Regions from separate parts of the Mus musculus genome. Here region 2 is linked to region 1. A link is a contact called in public promoter capture Hi-C data. All regions are on one chromosome and are shown on one strand. The core of a region is the stretch at or near the end of the contact, and the rest is flanking DNA. Distances in the headings are between cores, read along the strand shown.

Region 1 (3,943 bases), core at 819-3,318:
ACGAAGTTTCTCTTCCCAGGTTTCATTCAACTCAGCAATGATCTTCTCTGACTCCTATGGAAGGATGCACAGATTGAAGCAGAAGGGCCAGAGTTTAATATACCAAAGGAAAGCACGAAACAGATTATACCTCTGAAGACGATGGCAGACTCTAAAGTAATGGGCTCTTTTCCTTTTTTAGAAGGTAAGAATCATAAATGTTTTAAACTCTATTTCATTTTTTCTTATTACAAAACAACTCAAACTCAAAATTAAGCCTAAAATTAAGTGCACATCAGACACACAAGTCTTCCAAGTCCTAATAAAAATAGATAAGTAGTGAATCCATGTGTACATTTGCACCAGATAGAGGAAGGGTGATACTAACATCAAACAAGCAAGGTATTTTTTTCTTTCTTTTTTTAAAATCATGGTATTAAGTTATAATATTTATATTGTTTGAAAATCTATTATTTTCAAAAGGCTCCAAGGAAAGCCAGGCAGTGGTGGCACACGCCTTTGATCCCAGCACTTGGGAGGCAGAAGTAGGTGGATCTCTGTGAGTTCGAGGCCAGCCTGGTCTACAGAGTGAGTTCCAGGACAGCCAGGGCTGCACAGAGAAACCCTGTCTCAAAAACTGAAAAACAAAAGACAAGCAAACACTCCAGCGGCTTAGAGAAAGCGTTAACTGAGTGGCACACTAGCAAACCTTTAGTGCCAGCAAAGACTGACTAACACTAATTCTACAATCACTCTATACATAAGAAAACTAAAGATCAAAAATCTAGGCAATTTACCTAAGCTTATCTTACTCCTTGACCTGGTCTTCCTAACTATTACTGATCTTTACTTGATTGATTGATTAATTGATTGACTGATTGACTGACAGACAGGATCTCACATGGCCCTGCCTAACCTCACACTCACTGGTCACAGATGATGCTGAATCGCTGATCCTGCGGCCTCAGTCCCGAGACTACTACAGGATGTGCTACTATGTTCAGCTCAGCTCTTTATTTCTTCTTGATGAGGCAGTAAGAAGGTAGGAAATTTGGTAAGGCAAATCAGACATACTTCGAAAAAACATTGTAGGTTATGTTTTAACATTTGGAAGATTGGATGTTTACTCCATGGAGCACTGCTTGAAGCCACCAGGTAGCTAAGGTTCACTGTACCCAAGCTTCCTGAGTGAGTCCAAGCGTGGGGTCAAAACACTGCTTGGGACAGCATTTGTCCTGCTCACTTCTATGATGGATGTTTATAGATATTTATAGGCTAAATCTGGGCGATGGCATTCTCAGTACTGACTTTGATGCCAGTCTATAAACATCAGAGCCAGTGGCTATAGCTACATGCTTACAGCTTAGTACTGAGTACAAAGACCAAGTCATGTATGCGAGACTTCAACTCAGTTCAAGTCCTGGCTTTAAAGAAAAATTACATACCACTATCTTGTTTCTTTTTTTTTTTTTTTTTTGCCAGAGAAGTTTAGAAAGGAATCGGGATACTAATATTATGTATGGAAATAGGCTAGTCAATGAGGAAGGAGGGAGCAGCACCTATTGAAAAGTAATGTGCGAACGCTGACCTTAAGCTAAAAATACAGAGGAGCAAAGAAAGGCAAAGAAACCGTTAGGAAGATGGATTAGCCCCCATTGTTGCTGTTCTCCATTACAGTATTTTTCTCTTGCAGTGTCATGCCTTAGGAATGCAGCTCCTAGGACATTCTCAAGCGTTTCTATTGTACAACTGCTGTCCCACACGCTGGATGAAAGATGTTCTCTGCCTGCATCATTAAAATGCAGGCCTGTCCAAAAGGAATTCTCACCATTCACAACGTCAGAGCAGAACCAGGCTTCTGCTTCAGTGAGCTACGGCGTGACTGATCACAAAGCTGTAAAGAAGCTATTTGCACTCTAGAATAAAGCTAGAGAAAGATTTTACTTACGTTGCTTCAAGGGAAGTTAAGAGAGCAGTTTATGTGCTGATTAAAGTATTACAGCTTTGTTTTCATCGGATTTAGGCAGTTGGGAGAGAATTCCTCCAATAAGGAAAGCATTATTCCCTGAAAGCCACTGGGAACGGCTACTGGGTGACCTCATTCTTAAAAAGCCTACTTGCCGTCCTGACTCCTAACACGCGGCATTGCTGTCAGCTGGTTCTAGCTAGCAAGCAGAAAGCAATTTCTCCTTTACATCAGAGAAAGAAAAGGGTAATCTCACTTCTTCAGGAAGGTACAATATAAAAATAGGTAAGATTCACCATCTCTAAAGGAGGTGAACATTTGATGTAAACAATTAGAGGGAAGTTTCACTTTTCCCTACTGCCAGAGTCCTGCTGGCAACATGGTCACTGACCCCTCCTAATGAGGAAATTGTGAATGAACACTCCTTCCCACACAGGACTCCCACAGAATCCATAGGAAAGCTTCCAAGTCGGTTTCACAACAGCAGAGATCACCCTGCACCTTGCACCTTGAATAAAAAGATGTCTCCCTCCTCTCCTTTTGCCAGGCATTTTAGAACTTCACTTACTTTCTGAATCAAGACACAAAAGCATTGTTTTTATTTTGGAATCACCTTCCTTTTGAAGGAAGAAATCAAAGGAAAAGATGGGATGATAAGAAAGGACTCACAGGAAGTCTGTTACAGTTCACCTGAAAGCCACAGTGACAGCACCTGACACAGATTCACTGACCTCTGTAGTGAAGTGTTCAACAAGCCAGCCTGGCTACCTTCCTCTCTCATGACTTTACCTATTAGAGAGCCGCTGTTCTCAACTGTCTTCAGATGGGCACAGTTGTTAGTGGGGGATACTGAGTGATGGTGAAGAGGGTCCCTGACTGGGAGCATGGCCGTGACTTCTACATTCTCAGTGAGTTTCCCCTACCCTAGTACTCTTGAACACACAGGCCAAGAGAATGGAGGCAGCAGGCAGCAGGCAGCAGGCAAGAGAACATGATGCTCCCGCTGTGGCCCGATGCTGGCAGGAGTGCTGGCAGTATGGCCTCAGCACCACAGGTGACACCTGTCTGCTCTCACTGCAGTCGCTGAAGGAAGGACAAGGACTACTCCTGATTTTCACATTCATGCAGAGCCAAAACACAAATGGCCATAGCCAGCAACAGACTGAAAGAACCCCCGTCTGCAGAGCTGGGAGCCAGGAATAATGTGACAATAATCAACTTAACACAACTTAAAACTAGATCCGTGTCTGACTGTCAGCGAGAGCACTGCCAGAGAAGCTAGAGAGAGAGGAAACCCACCACGAATGTGGCAGAACTATCCTGTGAAGTGGGGTTCGAGACCGAAATAAAGAGGGGCAATGAGAAAGCCAGGTGAGTACTCTTTCTCTGCTTCCTGATCTGCAAAGATGCGAGCAGGCAGCCTCATGGAAACTCCAGCAGCCACGCCTTCTCTTCAGACTAACCGCAAACCATGACGTAAAAACAAACGCTCCCTTATGTTGCTTCTTCTCAGGTATTTGGTTCCAGCAAGGAACCAATACAGTGGGCAATTTACAGTTGAGTAGCACCATGGCCCAAGGAGCTCAGCTGTACCAGACAGGAGGAGAAAGCCCTCTTCTCCCATAACTAAGGGCTTTGTGAGTTCTAAAAGGTCTAATTTCATGTAACCTAATAAACCAGCTATTTCTACTTAAATGTTCAAACTTACAGTTAATTATATATTAATGTTACTAATGGAAGACTGCTCTATGGAGAATTCTATCTTCAGTAAAACCAAATTTTCCAACTAGTTATTCTATGTAAATTATTATCACTTTAGAAAGGGTTTCGTATTACCTAGGCTGGCCTCGAACTCACTATGCAACCAGGATGATGCCAAACACCTCACCCCTGTTCTCCATCTCTTGAATACTACTGGCTTATCAGGTTCAGGCCACCATATCTAGCTTTAAAACTAAACATCTAACAAGCAACGTGACTGTGACTTATAAATGACCT
Region 2 (3,943 bases), core at 518-3,017, 260 kb after region 1:
TTAAGGAAGATAAAACATTCCATCCTATAGCTAAACTTACTAAACTCAGGAGGTAAACAATTCAGTGGCTTCAGGAAGTTCCTGAAATTGACCAGATTCACTAGCCCCCTTCCTTTCCAAGCAATAAAGCCGACTGAACTACCTAGAAGAGGCATGGACCAACCAAGCTACAGGGCAAGGACATTTTCCAACCTGCTGTGCTACCTATGGACTGTGCAGTGTGTTTCAGGTTCCCAGCTTTTGTCACTCATGCTAGGGTGGACTTTGGTGACACAATCGTCTTTGAGTCATTTCTGTTCTTGTAACTTCACCCATACTCCTATAAGTCACACCAATAAAATTCATAGGTTTACCAAGTTGGATTTTGGTAGAGTTTTGGTCTGCAGTTGGCTCCCTGTCTGAGGTGAGTAGATGTTTGCTCTCCCCAGGCATAGTCATATAACAACAACACACAAGAGTTTACAAGCTGGGTATGATGGCGCACGCCTTTAATCCCAGCACTTGGGAGGCAGAGCCAGGCAGATTTCTGAGTTCGAGGCCAGCCTGGTCTACAGAGTGAGTTCCAGGACAGCCAGAGCTACACAGAGAAACCCTGTCTTGAAAAAAACAAACAAACAAACAAAAAAACAAAAACAAACAAAAAAAAAAACAAACACAGTTTACTGTATTTTTAAGGTTTTAGTTTTTGTCATTTAAAATTCTATTTTTACTATGGAATGCTTCACAGATCTGTGTGTCATCCTTGTGCCAGGCCCATGCTGATCTCTGTATTGTTTCAATTTTAGTATGTATGCTACCGGAATGAGTACCATTTTTAGTTTTTAAATTTATTTATTCAATTGATTTTTATGTGTGGATGCCTGTTGTATGTATACCATGGGTAGGTGCCCATGGACACTAGCAGAGAGTATACTCAGCTAAGAGCTCTTGCTGCTTCTGTAGAGGACCAGAGTTCAGTTCCCAGCCCCACATGGTTGCTCGCAACTGTCTGTAATTCGTTTCAGGGAATCCATGCCAAGGCATTAGACATACATGTGGCACACATACAAACATGGAGGCACACACATAAATTTTTCAAAAATAAATTGGAAATGATACCACTCTTAAGCATTCATGTGCCTTTAAACTAAAAGCAATTTGCCGAAAATGAACAATTTTCCCCTTTCAACCTCTCCAGATACAGCAAGACTGCCGGTAGAAAGATTTTAATCACAGAGGCCCTGGGCACTCTGGATTTCACAGACCCCAGGCTAGGCCCCAAATTCAAGAGCAGACCTAACTGTTCCAAGATACCACGCCCACGCCACTAAATAGTCTGCAACCTCTTCCATTTCATTCTTTCTGGGGTTCTGGGTCAAGTGGCCTCAGTGAAAATTCTACCCTATATGACCCCTCACTCTAGCCTCGCCTGCTCCTCCCCTGGGTTCTCAGTACAGACAGAGCCCCTACCCACCCACCGCGAGACCCCGCCCACGAGCCTCTGGTCCCGCCCTCAACCAGAGATGACCAATGAGTTGTCCTTCTCGTGTTGAGGCTCAGGGTTCCGCCCTCCAGCAAGCAGCCCGCCCCAAAGGTGTGTTAACCAATGCCTGTTCCTTTCCCGCTCTAGGGGCTCCACCCCTTCAGGCCCCGCCCCTCAGGGTACCTCCCTCTGGGGCGTGGTCGGCGCCGCGCCTCCGCCGCGCGCGCGGAGCCTGATGCCGCCCCCCTCCGCCGGTCCCTCCTCCGGCAGCCTGGCGCCTCCCTCCCTCCCGGCCGCGGTGACTCACGGAGAGGCGGAGGCTGAGGCGGCCGCTCCTGGTGCTGCTGCCGCCGCCGCGGCTGCTTCTCCGGCTGAGCGCGCCCCGGAACAGGCCGCCGCGCTCCGGACCCGCAGCCCCCGGCGCCGCGCGTTCGGGCGGCCCAGGTAAGCGCGAGGCCGGGCCGCGACCGCAGCATGGGGGCCGGCGCTGCGCCGGGACGCGGGGGAGCCGCCGGCCCTTTGTCTCCCGGGGAGGGGCCGCGGAAGGCACCTTCGACCCCGCAGAGACCCACCGGGCCGGCTCCGCTGGCGCGGCGCCCTGGGCCTGGACCCGTCGTCCCCACCACACCCGGCGCTGCTACCTCCCGCCGCAGACCACCCTGCTGCCTTCCTCCCTTTCTCTTGGGGGTCTCCTCCACAGGTGTCCCAGTTGCTCACCCCTCTGGGCCCGCGTGCTTGTCATCGTCTGTCCACCCTCCTGGTCCCATTGCCCTGTCTCTTCCTCACCTTACCGCACCTCTTTCCCAGCATCCTGACTCTCCATGTTTCCCTTCCTAGATGCTGCCAAGGTCTGTCTGTCCGCCCAGCTGCCCTTCCTCCCTTTCTAGTTTAAATGCACCGTCCGCTCCCCTGATTCCACCTCTCCTTGGTGTTTTTGGAAGGTACATGTGAGAGACACATGTCTCACCTTCGCAGGGCACTTGGGAACGTGAGCCTGCAGATTAACCACTCGGACCTCCAAATTGCATGTATCCCCTCCTTTTTGCCACCCCTATCAAGGTTGCACTTCCCTTTTCCGTGAGCCTGGAGCTCTGGACACTTTACCTGCAGAGGCCCTGCAGCCTTTGCATGCTTCTGTGTATGGAACTTGACTTAGGAGTAACTCTGCCGGTTAGCTCATGGGAAGGCCCAAGGGGATCAAGAGTTTTATGAATAATGAGACGTGCGGCTTGCAGCACTTTCTATCTGAGGATCTAACTATGCTCTAGCTGTTAATTATTCTGTCTCCTGTCACTTACAGATCCAAAGGAAGTGTGCCTAGATAACTGCTGGGTAAACTGAGGCACAGAGTATGTTGCTGTGGGATCTGGAGGCAAGTCAGTTTGTCTTGAGATTTAGTTCTCAAGTGGCTTCTGGCTTCTTGGCTTCTGGCTCGCTCCTACCACCACCAGGCTCTTGTTCCTGGCTGGAAACCCTGTGATAACTGATCTCTGCTGCCATGAAGGTGTCTGGAGACGCCAGCACTTCCTTGGATTCAAAGCAGGACTTTGAATCACAAATAAAGGTGCCAACTGTTCAGTGCCAGTGTGTCACTCATGGCTTCCTGGTAGAGCCAGTGTGGTCCATGAGGACAGACAGAAGTTACCTCTGTGAGATGGAGATCCATTCATGCCTTCCATGCTCTGGGGCTTAAACAGTCCTTGCCTTCTGGGAGATGGCAACCAAGGAAGGAAAGAGCACAGATAATAACTGAGTAAAGAAATAAGTGGCTGAAACCATTAGGTGCTATGAAGGGGCCAGAACACTAGGAATCTATGGAACAAGAGGTCATCCTGACCCTCTCGAAAAGGGGAAAGGAAGGAAGAGTCTAGGTGAGAAGAATATATTGTGTAGGGTATGATACATTATCCAAAAGAGTTAGAAGCCATTAGAGTGAATTGAACAGAAAGATACTAATTAACACATGGTCTAGGTTTTAAAAGATTGTTCTGAGCAGGAAGGTAGTGGCACGTGCCTTTAATCCCAGCACTCGGGAGGCAGAAGCAGGCAGATCTCTGTGAGTTCGAGGCCAGCCCGGTCTACAGAACAAGTTCTAGGACAGCCTAAGTGACATAGAGAAATCCAGTCTCAAAAAAGAAAAATAATATAAGTGAACAAATGATTGTTCTGTCAGCCATGAAGAGACAGGGTTGTGGGGGAGGGGGCGTTGGAGGTGGAGGCAAAGGTGCTTGTCGACTGACCGCTGAGCTTGCCCAACTAGAGATGGTAATAGAAGGAAGGAAGTAGAATCAGTGTGTCCCCATTACTGGATGCAGGAAACTGGGAAGTAACACTCTGAGGAACAGCCTCTGAAAGTCTGCTGTACAGAGCGTCTCCATCTGACTTCCGCTCAGGTTGAGCTTAGGGAGTCTTGTTCAGGGTCTGTTGTGAATCAGGTACTGTGTTGGACTCTGACACAGATGAGATGAGACTCCTGGCTGT

The links. Promoter capture Hi-C pulls out the DNA fragments that hold promoters and counts their contacts.
Region 2: a contact with region 1 is called in a promoter capture Hi-C map of the SN4741 cell line, with 2.3 times the contacts expected there. The contact joins the promoter of Ctnnbip1 here to the enhancer-like site in region 1. A contact is called at or near these places in 11 of 39 promoter capture datasets (the 3T3-L1 cell line, 3T3-L1-derived adipocytes, the C10 cell line and 8 more), 2 of 484 Hi-C or Micro-C datasets (bone marrow-derived macrophages and cerebral cortex), 1 of 115 datasets of contacts at active chromatin or transcription factors (trophoblast stem cells) and 2 of 9 other capture datasets (embryonic stem cells and liver).

What each region holds. Positions count from the first base shown.
Region 1 is chr4:149,253,698-149,257,640 of GRCm38.p6, forward strand. It overlaps Kif1b (kinesin family member 1B), which reads right to left. Exons shown (of 49, transcript NM_001290995.1): 16 at 1-54. Among named protein-coding and RNA genes, the nearest start is that of Kif1b, 52 kb to the right of the region's middle. Within about 2 kb of position 2,069, at least 115 of the 459 cell types and tissues checked have an H3K27ac peak or open chromatin away from gene starts, as enhancers often do. A contact at or near this core is called in the SN4741 cell line, cerebral cortex, liver and 1 more, where this site is marked.
Region 2 is chr4:149,516,474-149,520,416 of GRCm38.p6, forward strand. Ctnnbip1 (catenin beta interacting protein 1) reads left to right here and starts at 1,768. Exons shown (of 5, transcript NM_023465.4): 1 at 1,768-1,906. It overlaps Gm24381 (a small nuclear RNA gene), which reads right to left and starts at 809; the gene lies at 706-809.